Regions from separate parts of the Mus musculus genome. Here region 2 is linked to region 1. Evidence: chromatin contacts called from public promoter capture Hi-C data. All regions are on one chromosome and are shown on one strand. Each heading gives the region's core, a stretch centred on a gene start, on an enhancer-like site or on the middle of the called end of the contact. The rest is flanking DNA. Distances are from core to core; before and after follow the strand shown. Region 1 has its middle 22 kb from the start of Vps45. Region 2 holds the start of H2ac18 (H2A clustered histone 18).

Region 1 (6,467 bases), core at 23-2,522:
GATTAAATCCCCTGAAACTGGAGTTACAGTTGGTTTTAAGTTGACATGTGAGTACCCAAAACTGAACCCAGGATTTCTGCAAGAGCAGCCAGTGCTCTTAACCACGGAGTTATTTCTCCAGCCCAGAATCTTAACCCTGATCTTCAGTGACATCCACGATTATTGAAGTTTCCCTATGCTTCAAAGATACTGTTAGTGGTATGTAATTAGAGTAAGAGACAGAATATTTTTGGTCTCTGCTAACCTCTGTCATTAAAACCCAGAGTTAGCATGAGTCTAACTGCTTTTAGGTGTCACCTTTTGCTTGTCACGGTGACCCTCACAAGATCAGCATTATTCAGTATTGTACTGAACAGAACTGAGGGTCGGATGGGTTCAAGAAATTCGCGTAACATCAGATATGGTGGGTAGTGCATGACTGTAACCATACCTGAGGAGGCGGGAACAGGGTGATTGTGAATTTGAGGGTGGCCCAAGAAAAATAGTGAGACCCTATGAAAGAAAAGAAGGGAGGGAGGGAGGGAAGGAGGGAGGGAAAGAGAAAAGGGAGGAAGAGGAAAATATTGTGTGAAGGTATATAACAATAAACATAAAAGTCAAAATTCAAGCCCAAATTAAAATTAAAGCACATATCTAGGTACCTCTAATAATTCTCTTTTGTTTAGCACTTTTATTTAATGCTTTGGTTTTTTGAGTATTTTGTCTGCCTGTATGTATGTGCATAACATGTGTGCCCGGTGCTCATGGAGCCCAGGAGAAGGCATTGGATCGCTTGGTACTGACGTAGATGGTTGTGAGCAGCTATGTGGGTGGAGACCCAAACCTGGGCCCTCTGTGAGAGCAGCAAAGTTTTAAGTTTAACAGCTGAGCCCTCCCTCCAGTGCCTTGCTTAGCACTTTTAGTTTGTTGTAAAGGCATCCATATAGAATGGCCCTAACAAGGGTGTGGCTACAGCGAAAAGGCACTGTAACCAATTCATAGCTTAGGCCAGGACAACAGCGCTCACCAGAGAATGTGCAAAAAACAAAGGACCCAGGACCCATTGTGTTCTCCCGAGGTCGGAACCAGCACCCTATCGCTCTCAGAACTTAAAATCGCTCCCGTAAGCACTTTCAGCTAGATGTAGATGAAAGTACTATAGATTTTCCGCTTGCTTAGGCTTCTCTGGCTGCAGCAGGAATGCCAATGACAGAGCCGTGACGGGCCCTCTGGCCAACTCCAGCACAGCCTCATTCAGCAAGTTTGTCCTTTTTCTGCTGTTGCTCCCAGCTGACAGAGCTACTTTTAAAAAGGAAGTCATTTCTGCAAACCCATTTGAAGCAAGCTCATTCCTCTCTGGTGGTTGGCAGATAAGACTCTGGCAGAATAATCTAGAAATCTCTCTTCCAGCGCTAAAATAGAAGTGCTTGAGTTTTTAGTTGCTTTTTGCGTTGTTGTGCTGGTAAAGTATAAATATATTAGCAGGCCTTGGTTTATCCAAAATAACATACTTTGGATGTTGCAGTTTTTAATTTTATAATTAATAATGGATTTTTAAGATGTCAGCGCACTTTGCAGCACTGAAATTCATTGCATGATTAATTTAAGCAGCTTTCTTCATACATCACCCTCTTAATAGCCATCTAGTACTTAAAGACTTTCTGATGAACAACATAAGCTAAGTGTAAGAAGACAGTAAGCACTTGAATCCGACTAAGGGGCAGAGGGCGAGTACAGGATGGGGGTCATGGATACCCCAGCAAAGTAAGGACATTTGGAACACTTAGTGTCCTCTAGCATTGAACTATCAGTCTTTAGAAAAGAGAAAAAAACAGTTTGACACCCCATCTTGAGAGTGCTCATCAGCACATGTCTCTGTGAGCCTCCTCCTGTAGGTTACATCTTTTTTTGTTTTTGTTTTTTTGCTTTTAGATTTTTTTTTTTTTTGAGCACATGGAAGAGTGTTTTTGTCTGCAAGGACATGTGTGCCTCACATTGCTTGGTACCTAGAGAGGCCTGAGCAGGGTGTCAGGGGAGGGGACCTGGAATTAGAGGTGGTTGATTGCCACCATGTGAATGCTAGGAACCAAACCAGGTCCTCTAGATGAGTCAGTGCTCTTGACTGCTGAGCTAGCTCTCAAGCCCCCATGAATCTCTGTTTCAACACAGGATACCTTACCATGAAGATTCTGGCCTCAACATACTGTTGGTTTTATCATCATCATCATCATGGAGATATGAAAGATTAAAATGCAGAAAAATTGCTAACTATAAAAAAATGGGACAGTCATTGACATCCATAGCTGACAGTTGTAATAACACCCTTCTCTTCCTGTGACTGAAATGGTCTCTGCTTTGTCTCCTTCGAGCAGCCTCCACAGAACTGCTGGCCAATAGCGATAACAGCAGGCACTCTTGTTGCCTGGCCTTCTGATGTCTCAAAATCAAATATAGCGTTTATGCTTGTCTTATTCAGGGTCTCTATTCCTGCACAAACATCATGACCAAGAAGCAAGTTGGGGAGGAAAGGGTTTATTCGGCTTATACTTCCATGCTGCTGTTCATCACCAAAGGAAGTCAGGACTGGAACTCAAGCAGGTCAGGAAGCAGGAGCTGATGCAGAGGCCATGGAGGGATGTTCTTTACTGGCTTGCCTCTCCTGGCTTGCTCAGCCTGCTCTCTTATAGAACCCAAGACTGCCAGTCCAGAGATGGCACCACCCACAAGGGGACCTCCCCCTTGATCACTAATTGAGAAAATGCCTTACAGTTGGATCTCATGGAGGCATTTCCCCAACTGAAGCTCCTTTCTCTGTGGTAACTCCAGCTGTGTCAAGTTGACACAAAACTAGTCAGTACAATGCTTTTAATAAGAAGGGCTGGAGAAGTGTCTCAGAGGTTAGGAGTACATGCTATAATTCCAGAGCATCTGAGTTTCTTTCCCAGAACCCACCTCAAGCAGGTCACAACTGCCTGTAGCTTTAGCTGTAGGGGGATCCAGCACCATCTTCTGGCCTCTGTGGGTACTTGCGGGTGCATGCACACATACATACACAATTTAAAGGGAAGCTTTTGTTATTGTTTTGTGGGAGGAGGTTGTTGTTGTTTTGTGATTTGTTTGGGGCTTTTTGGGTTGGTTTGTTTGGGATGTTGTTGTTGTTGTTGTTGTTGTTGTTGTTGTTGTTGTTGTGTTTTGAGACAGGATGATCTCACTATGTATCCCTGGCTATCCTGGAAATAACTTCCTATATAGACCAGCCAGGCCTCAAACTCCTGGAGAGCCACCTGCCTCTGCCTTCCTCGTGTCGGGATCCAAAGTATGTACTACCATACCTGACAAGAAAAGTTTTGTATAAGTGGTTCAGTGAGATGAGGAGAGGGCCTTATTCTGCTACAGTAACTTTTATTGGGACAGAAGTTAAATTTCATCTTTTTAAAATTGCATTACAATATATTCTTGGTTTCTTTCTTTCTTTCTTTTTCTTTTTTTTTCCCCTCATTACAGTGAACATATTCTCCAATTTCAACTATACTTATAACCTGGGATTAACCCTGCTTGATTAATAACAATTAGTTCAAAAAAATATGTGCACCTGTCATGTGCCCGGCACTTTTCTTGATAGCTGTGATATATTAGGGAGCTGGTGATAGTTCAAAAGATAAGTTTGGGCCTGTTGTTCTTTTATCCATTGCAGAATATTAATCTTCATAAATGAAGTTGACTTGTTTTCTTTTCTTTGATACTATACCTGTATGCCTTCTTTTCAATGTTAGTTTAACTTAAATAGATACAAATGTTTAATTGCTTTCTATGCTATACACATGTATACATAGCAAATGAATTTATCTTTTTTGTTTTTCTTTTTTAAAAACAGATTTATTTACTTATTTCACGTATGTGAGTACACTGTCTCTGTCTTCAGACACACCAAAAGAAGGCATCGGATCCCCATTACAGATGGTTGTGAGCCACCATGTGGTTGCTGGAAATTGAACTCAGGACCTCTAGGAAGAGCAGCCAGTGCTCTTAACTGCTGAGCTATCTCTCCAGCCCTTGTTTTCCTTTTTTGGGATAGGGTCTCATGTAGCCCAAGCTAGCCTCCAGCACAACATCTGGCTACATTTAATCTGAACTCTCACTCTCCTGCCTCCACCCTCTAAGTGCTGGGTTGGAGGTTTGTGACACCACCCCTGTTCTATACAGTGCTAGGGCCCAACCCAGGGCTCCCTGCATGTAAAGTAGTACTCTACCACCTGAGCTGCAGTCCCAGAGAAACAGATCTTTTTCTTAGAGGTTTTCTATAATGTATCCATAAAGTCATTTAGACCTGGAACAATTCTCCTTGCTTTAATAAATAATACTAGTTATTATTGTTATAGTAGCAGCAGCAGCAGCAAACATTTAGCTGTGCTCCATGGCACATTCCTATAGTCATAGAACTTGGAAGGTAAAGGGAGGAGGACCAGAGACTCAAGGCCATCCACAGCTAAATAGTGAGCTGTATGAGACCTTTGCTTTTAAAAGGTTTAAAATAGGGGCTGGAGAGGGAGATTAGCTGTTATTTACTATTCTTTCAAAGGATTCGAGTTTAGTTCCCAGCACCCACGCCTGGAGGCTCAAAATTGCCTGTAACTCCAGCTCCAATGAAATTAACACCCTCTCCTGGACTCTGTACCCACCTGTTCACACACCACACTCACTCACACACACCCACAAAATTACACACACTCATATACACACACAAAATCACACACACACTCACACACACACACACCCTGGGTTTGAGTAGTGGGATTTTTGTTTGTTTGTTTGTTTTGTTTTGTTATTGTTTGATATTTTTGTTTTTGAGACTGAGTCAGGTTTGTATCCAAAGTTGGCCTCAAACTCAGCATCTCCCTGACTCAGACCTGCCCCTGCCCCTGCCCCCAGCACTGAAATCAGAAGGCTTGCACCACCCTTTCTTTTTCAGAGATGTTGGTGGGGTGCTTGCTTGCTGGCTTGCTTGGGTTTTTTCTTTGTGTGGTTGGTTTGGCTTTGGTTTTGCCCTGTTTGTTAGAGTGCATGTCTGTTTTATTGACTTTTTCCCACCTTTCAAGTTGGCAACATTTCTACTGTTGCACCGCCTTTGCTTCACTTTCGTTTAGTTATCTATTTTTATTACACTCACTTATTCTGTGCTGAAGGGGTATATCCACGCTGCAGCAAGCTTGTAGAGGTCAGAGGGCAACTTTTAGAAGTTGGTTTTCTCCTTCCACCAGGAGGATTCCAGGGATCAGAGTCAGGAGGTCAGACTTGGCAGAGAGCCCCTTTCCCTGCAGAGTCATCCAGCTGGACTTGTTTTGTTATTTGCTTGTTTTTTTTAACTTTTTATTGAGTCTTTGAATTTCACATGATGCCTCCCATACTCATCTCCCCTTCCTTCCATACCTGTCTTCTGTCCCTGCAACTTCTCCCCAAAAGAAAAAAAAAAAATCTCAATGTAGAAGCTGCAGTGGGTCACAGTGTGTCCCTCAGTATACCCTTTTGCCCACACAGTTTTCCTTGCAAATATTCATTGCAATGAGTCATCATTGGTCTGGTTCAAGGCCTCTGGTTTCTACAACACTATCAATACTGGATCCTCACCAGGACTCCTCTAGGATATCCTGTTGTTGCCCTGTGTCATGGAGATCCAGCAGCTTTGGGTCTGCAGGACCAGCTCCATCACTTACTCTAGCAGATGGGGCAAGCCAGCTTGTAGCCTTGGGTCTGGATCTGGGTGGTAGACCAGCTGGTCAGCCACGAGTTCTCCTGCACCCACACCACCAGGTGAAGTGCAGGCTACTCTCCAGCACACTAGCCACTGCAGGGCTCGCCTGTGCCCCACCACCATCAGGACCAGCTCTGCTGCCCAGGCAAGGTGCAGTGTCTGCTCTCCCGAGTCCTGCAGTGGGCAAGGGGTGGGGCCGGCTTTTTGCAGCCCTCAGACATCAACCTGGCCCTAGACGAGAGCCCAGACCAGGTATATCCCCATGGCATTTGGTGGCAATATGGGACACTGATACCAACACAGACCCCTGCTGTTGCAAGACCACAGACGGAGACCTGGCTCTCAACAGCAGTATAGGCTGGGACATCACCATGTCCACTTACTGTTCCTCACCACCCTCCTGTCTCCTGTTCCACCCCTCTTCACAGTGCACAAACCATTCTGCTTCTCTTCCTCGCCCATCTCTCTACCACATACTTGCTCATGATAGTGGTGCCCACCCCTCGCTGTGTGGCAGGTGGACCTCTGGGTATCTTCCCCTTGTTTTGTTTTAAATACCACTTTCTATATGCTAAACGGTTCTGCTTTGGTATGTCTTCAGTGCTGTCTTTAACTGTAATCTTCATTTACCCTTTAATAGGAGAACTCCATTTTCTCTTGTAGCTACTGGTTAGTGCTATGTTTCCCCACCCACTACCCTCACACTCATTTTTTTTTTTTAAAGATTCATTTATTTATT
Region 2 (6,769 bases), core at 2,859-5,358, 160 kb before region 1:
TTCCTAGCAAACTACTTTTAGGCCTGTTTATCTACCAACAATCCTGTTTACCTGGCCAAAGTTCTGTTTAGGACACTGTCACCAGCACTGCCATTTTGGGGAGTTAACTTTGGACCTAACAGTTATGTTCTATCCATGTTGTGTAAATTGTAACTATCTACATCCTTACCCCAAGTTATGTGGGTACAATTCTATTCAGGTCAAAGAAACTATGGGTCCCTGTCTTTTCTTGTGGCCCCTTCCCCAGTTAAGAGTCTGGAGTTGGGTCCTGCCTCTCCATGAGCCTTATGTTCCAATTCATAGCACGAGGTTCTTACTCCCTTCTGACCACCTTCCCTCCTCTCTGCCACTCTTTAGATTGATTTCATTTGTTGATACTTTGGGGAGGTCCCATCCTGAGCTCGCACCCACATCCCAAAGAAATGTCTCTGCAGTGCCGACTCCTCAGTGATACAAAGAGGGGCCTTTTCCTTGGCCACCAGCCCCCTGGTGCTCACGGGGTGGGGGTGGGGTGCCAATGGGGGTACCCCTGCTGAATTCCCTTCACAGTTATTGTTACCAGAAGCAAGCTTAAGTCAGAAACGAGGTCACTGTCAAAGAGCACCTGTGCTTCTCAGGCATTGCTTCTGAGCCATTTACTGCTTCCTCCCCTGATTTGTGACCTCAGAAGTTCTTCCCAGAACTCCAGCACAGAGCTGTTCGTGCGCTGTAAGTTCAAAAACTCCAAGAGATCTGGCTCCTTGAACCCAACAGCACACTATGAAGCAAAGATGGATCAGGACATCAGGTCCATCAGTAAATATTTCCTGCCCAATGTGGTGTCTCAGACACTGCTCGGATGTTAATACTATGAATATTGCTGGCCCCGTGCTGAGGGTGGGTAGAGTACAGGAGAGGAGAGGAACCCAAAGAAAGGAAAGGGAAGACTTCAAGATAAACCTTGAAGCATGAGGAATTCTGGGAATTTGCAAAGGGGAGGCTATTTTGGACAGAAGAAACAGAATGTAAAGACACTTTACTCACAGGTGTCGCATGCTGCTATTTATTCTGCTGGGAGAACATCTAAACCTAGGAAGCCATAAAAAACCCAGAAACTAGCAGTGTGTTAAATTTTTATTGGGATTAAAAAATAATTAAAATGGCTGAAGAGATGGCTCAGCAAATAGCATCTTTGGTGAGGATCAGGTTTCAATTCCCAGAACCCACATGGCATCTATAACTCCAGTTCCAGGGGATCCATCAGCCTCTTTTGGCCTCCTCAGGTACCAGGTAGCCATATGATACATACATATATACATATGTGCAAAATGCATTCATACATATAAATCTAAATTTTTTAAAATTTAAATGGATTTTCAAGATTCTCCTTCTAGATTGTTACTTAGTGACAGTGAGAAACCTTGCTAAACATGTAATCTTAGACCAGGGTTGTTGAGGGTGTTAACTAAGGCAAGAAAGAGTCTGGACAGAAGAATAGTGTTATACAACTCAAAAGCATTTGTAAAGTATTTGGTGATTTGTGAGTTTTGAGCAAAGGACAAGGAACTTCTAATAGATGAGAGGGGGGAAAGGAAAGTTATCTATCAGTAAAGTGGATAATCTGAAATTAGGACAATTAGAATGGAACCAAAGGAACGTTGTTTGTAGGTCAGCCTTTTACTATGTGGTACCTCTAACACACACACACGACTTACATACCATCATCATAGTAATTAAATTTGAATGGAGTAACTCACCTGATAGCAGGCAGATAAGATACTCAATGCTAAAACTTAAAACCTGTAATGTAATGAACACGAGGATCTCCCAAGTAAACTATCAAAACATTGGAAGGTGGCTGTAAACATCTACTCCAAAAACATAGAAAAGCAACGCATGTTAGCAATAAAGTATACTAATTTGTAAAGGGCAATATAAGTAGCCTTGCAAGGCCTGACACTTGGCTTCAATGAGCCAGGTGCTCATTTTAAAAAAAGAAAAAGCTCTATCATGTCAAATTACATTAGAAGGGAACGAAAAAGATAAAAGAAAAACGAATTAAGACTGATGTTAGAAGAGGAATGCAGAGGTTGAGCACCTGGATAAGATATTTTAGTCACTGCGCTCGCAATTGCCCCCGAAATTAGCACATTCTTAAGCGACTATAGGCAACTATTAAAAGAGGCTCGGTGGACAGTAAGCACCAGCCACTGCAGAAACCTAGAAGAATGCAAAGGCAATTTAAGACAAAAAGCTGAATAGCTCTTTCCGGGAAGCTGTGGTGGCTCTGAAAAGAGCCTTTGTGGGGAATGGATGGGAGACAGGGCGCTTAAGCGCGCTCCCCACGGATGCGGCGGGCCAACTGGATGTCCTTGGGCATGATGGTGACGCGTTTGGCGTGGATGGCGCACAGGTTGGTGTCCTCGAACAGCCCCACCAGGTAGGCCTCGCTCGCCTCCTGCAGCGCCATGACGGCCGAGCTCTGGAAGCGCAGGTCCGTCTTGAAGTCCTGCGCGATCTCGCGCACCAGGCGCTGGAACGGCAGCTTGCGGATCAGCAGCTCGGTCGACTTCTGGTAGCGCCGGATCTCCCGCAGCGCCACGGTGCCGGGCCGGTAGCGGTGCGGCTTCTTCACGCCGCCCGTGGCCGGGGCGCTCTTGCGGGCGGCCTTGGTGGCCAGCTGCTTGCGCGGGGCCTTGCCGCCGGTGGACTTGCGGGCAGTCTGCTTCGTACGGGCCATGGCGAAGACGGAAGACACCCAAACGAGGAGCACTCGGGGACCTGATACCGGCCCGAGCCGGCCGCCTTTATAGGCGCAGTCTTCCCCGCGGCGGGGCGGAGACAGCGACTTGAAACTCCCGCGCTGCCGCGCCATTGGCCGTGGCGTCACCGGCCCCGACCTCGCCCATTGGCTCGGGCCCGCCACGCCACCTGACCCGCCCCCCCCCGCCCCCCACGTCCAGCCCCGCGCCCGGTCCACTTGCCAACGTTCTGCGAGGGTGGAGCCACGTCTGGCAGCTGCCCGTAGAGGGCGGGTCCCGGCTCTGCCCAAGAGGAGCTCGCGCGCCCCCGCCCGCCGCCCAAAGTCCCAGGGCAGAACTAATCTAGTGTTTGTGCAGCACCGCCCAGCCACAGCCACAGTCCCAGCCCCAGTCCCCCATGATCCCTAGAGCCGGCCGCGTCCAGTCCTCGCGGGACACCTCCTCCTCCTAGACATTCCCCAAGGACCGGACGAGAGCGCGGCTGACTGCGACTTATGTCTAGATTGGCCTAGACGTCCTAGTTGAGTCTTAGTCCTGGGAAGGGTCAGGCGGGTGGACGCTGAGTGAGGGACAGTGTTGTGTAGGACAAGGGTGTGGGCAGATAGGGGCTAAATGCTTGGGACGGTCAGCGAGAACCGCGTATCCGCTCCGCCGAGGCAGGGCATGAACCAAAGAGCGACAACAAACTACCAGGGGGAACCACGGGCAGGATGGGCAAGGAAGCAGAGGACACGACACTCTTACTTTTGGGGCAGGGCCAGGAAAGGCCACCAAGACCGGCTACCGTGACACAACTCTTTATCTGATTCAGTGGGTGGCTCTGAAAAGAGCCTTTTTAGGAGCTCGCGGGGGTTATATCACAGAGACGCGGGCCGACGCGAGCAGTGGCCTCACTTGCCCTTCGCCTTATGGTGGCTCTCCGTCTTCTTGGGCAGCAGCACGGCCTGGATGTTGGGCAGGACGCCGCCCTGCGCGATCGTCACTTTGCCCAGCAGCTTGTTGAGCTCCTCGTCGTTGCGGATGGCCAGCTGCAGGTGGCGCGGGATGATGCGCGTCTTCTTGTTGTCGCGGGCCGCGTTGCCCGCCAGCTCCAGGATCTCGGCCGTTAGGTACTCCAGCACCGCCGCCATGTATACCGGCGCGCCGGCACCCACACGCTCCGCGTAGTTGCCCTTGCGCAGCAGCCGGTGCACACGCCCCACCGGGAACTGTAGCCCGGCCCGGGAAGACCGCGACTTGGCCTTGGCGCGGGCCTTGCCTCCTTGCTTGCCACGACCGGACATCACGAAAGCGCAAACAGACGAACGGCCACAACCAGGAAACGGTACTCCGGCGCCGACGCCTCACTCTTTTATAGACGCAGACCCGATTGTCCGCCCGACGCTCTCATTGGCTCACACGCGTCCTGACGCCGTGGCCAATAGGAGCGCGCGGACAGAAGCCTCTCATTTACATAAGACCGGCTCCCTCGCCCCGGCGCCGCCCTGGAACGCGCGAATCACGACGCGCGTGCTCGGTGGCTTCATTTGCGTGCGGCCGTCGTTGCGACACTCCGCGGGTCGCCGGGCGGCTGGGCCTGCTCGCTGTTTCTCCTGCTGAGGAAGCTAACAGGAATAGAGCCGGTAGCACGCGTAAACTTGGCCACAGGGCATGGTGTACCAGGTGTAGGTGACTGGCACAGGCTGTGAGTTCTTTCCTCAGCTCCATCTTTGTGCCCAAACTGGCGAGTCGTCCCGGCAGAGCCAGGCAGCCTTACCCTGTTTCCTGTATGAAACCACCCACGGTGTCTCTGCTGCTTCCTGGGTTTTTTGTTTTTTTGTTTTTTTCTCTTCTACCTCCCATTGACATTAGAAATCATTTCTACTCAAGTTACATGTGCCCTTGAATGAGGAGTATTAAGTGTAGGGGTATCTTTCGACTTTGCAGGGGAGTTACATAAAATTAGTGTTAATATATTGTCAGAATGTAGGAAAGCATTAGGCAGTCCATTTATTAAAGTATCAGCATCGGAGGCGTCTGTGAAGTAACTTGTCTTTTGGGTCAGAAATTGCTTAACTTGGATCTTGTTATTTTTTAGTGCAGTTTTCAGTTTACATACGGTGACTAAATTTCCTGTTTCAGGTCACAAGATTTAAGAGGGATTTACGTACAGCTTGTTAAAGATTGAAGTCTTAATGGCACTTTGTATGTTATTTCATTGTAGTTTGGCATATTCTGGGATGTAGGTCAATGGCACAGTACTTTCCTAGTTATATACGAGGTCTTAAGCACCACACCAGAAATTCAATCAGAATTGTTTAGCCACACAGACATTGTTGCTTGTTTTCTGTTTGCCTTAGTTTCACTCCCCCCACCCCCTGTTTCCCTGAGTGTCTCCCACCTGCCTTTGCTGCTCTTCAGTCAGCTCTGCCTCTCCTTTGGCCCTGTCACATTGCTATTCCCATAGTGTCAATGCTCTTCTCTCATCCCTGCAGATTGGGTCCCAGGCTACCTTGGGTATTTCTGCTCCAAGTTACCACATGCTTCTAAAAACAGAAAGAGATACACTTGAGCCAGACTCTTGTATAATTAACTCCCAGGGAACGTCCTAAACAAGTATCTACCCAAGGGTATGGAAGTGGTTTGGCTCCACACTGAGCTGCTTCGGGAACATTGTCCCTAAAGAAGCAGGCTCTTCTGAAAAACATAAATAGGTTAGCTGAAAGCTGACTGTAAGTGTGGTGTCTCTGTCTTCGCTTGATGTCTGTCTCCTTTGGCTAAAGGCAGAGTGAAGTTACTGTTTTACCTTTCACTTGCATCATAGCAAATGAGGGCCGTTACCCACGAGGTCAGGGCCACTCCCTAGAGTACAAGTGAGAGTCAGAGTGATATCTTCCCGAATCTTGCAGGTTCAAACCGTAGCACTGACCAGAGAACCATGCATCTGCCTCCTAGGATTCCTTAATTTTGCTAACATCTTGCCTGCCCAGGTTCCTCCTCTACTTAAGGCTTCAAGCTCATTCATGTCAATATCTGTAGATAGACAGATTTTCGGGGGGTGGGGTTTGCTGGGCCTATATTCTTCTCAATATAGCTTCTTGACTAAATCTCTGATTTTTCTTTTAGACACGTGGTTGAGCCTTGCCTTAGGGTGTCTACAGCCCAATCCTTTACCCTCAAACCTTTGGCTACTTGTTCATTTTGTTGCATATCATGAGGACACTGGCATTGGTTTACAACTTCAGGCTTTGTGGACAGGCTGAAGTGAAAGCTATGTTGGTTGACAGTACTGATTTTGTTACCCTACTAGGTGAAGGAATAAACCTTGGAACTAAGTTGATAATGACATATATATATATGACAATACCTTGGAATGGGGGGAATGCATTTGTGGGGTGAGATGGTGGAAAGGTTGTGAACAGTCAGTGGCAGAATGTGTGGCCATTTCCACAGTGAACTGTGGTAGCTCCAGCTGCACTAGGATTTCTGCAGCTCTTGAAACTGGATTTATTTTAGCAAACAGGAAATGGCTTCAGTGCAAGAATTAAGTGGATCCTGTCTTTCACCTGTGTATCAAGTGTCAGTGGGAAGTCAGTGTGCCTTCGTTAGATATGGTCAGTGTATTTAAGATGTGTAAACATGTGCTTTGAATGGTAGCTTAGTAAATGTAGCATTGCACCATGGTATATTTGACCTAATATGACTCCTATATTGTAACAGTTTTATTCTTTTTGTTTTTTAAAGACAGTTTTTGTGTGTGGCTTCTTTTTTTCCTTTCTTTTTTTGGGGGGGGGGGGTATAGGCTGTTTTTTGTTTTGTTTTCTAGACAGAAACTCTTAAAAGAGTCCTACTTAGCAAAGGTAGTTTTGAAATAGATGTGATGGTTGTTTTTGGTTGTCAACTTGAGCACATCTGGAATTAGTTAAAACCCTAGGGGCTGGGAATACCTCTGAGGCATTTGAAGTGGGAAAATCCACATTTTTGGGACAGTGTGTGAATGCTTGCTACTTCTTAAACTTTTTTGACTATCTCCAACCAGGACTTTGATG

The links. Promoter capture Hi-C pulls out the DNA fragments that hold promoters and counts their contacts.
Region 2: a contact with region 1 is called in a promoter capture Hi-C map of embryonic stem cells. The contact joins the promoter of H2ac18 here to the enhancer-like site in region 1. A contact is called at or near these places in 10 of 39 promoter capture datasets (the C10 cell line, the HPC-7 cell line, cranial neural crest and 6 more), 21 of 484 Hi-C or Micro-C datasets (the C2C12 cell line, CD8 T cells, the G1E-ER4 cell line and 11 more), 12 of 115 datasets of contacts at active chromatin or transcription factors (the HPC-7 cell line, bone marrow-derived macrophages, embryonic stem cells and 3 more) and 4 of 9 other capture datasets (adipose tissue, embryonic stem cells, liver and 1 more).

The regions. Positions count from the first base shown.
Region 1 is chr3:96,077,721-96,084,187 of GRCm38.p6, reverse strand. No RefSeq gene overlaps it. Among named protein-coding and RNA genes, the nearest start is that of Vps45, 22 kb to the right of the region's middle. Within about 2 kb of position 1,272, at least 17 of the 459 cell types and tissues checked have an H3K27ac peak or open chromatin away from gene starts, as enhancers often do. A contact at or near this core is called in the G1E-ER4 cell line, the HPC-7 cell line, bone marrow-derived macrophages and 1 more, where this site is marked.
Region 2 is chr3:96,242,836-96,249,604 of GRCm38.p6, reverse strand. H2ac18 (H2A clustered histone 18) reads right to left here and starts at 4,108. Exons shown (of 1, transcript NM_013549.2): 1 at 3,553-4,108. The coding sequence starts at 4,024. The coding sequence ends at 3,632. H3c14 (H3 clustered histone 14) reads right to left here and starts at 2,920. Exons shown (of 1, transcript NM_178216.3): 1 at 2,257-2,920. The coding sequence starts at 2,719. The coding sequence ends at 2,309.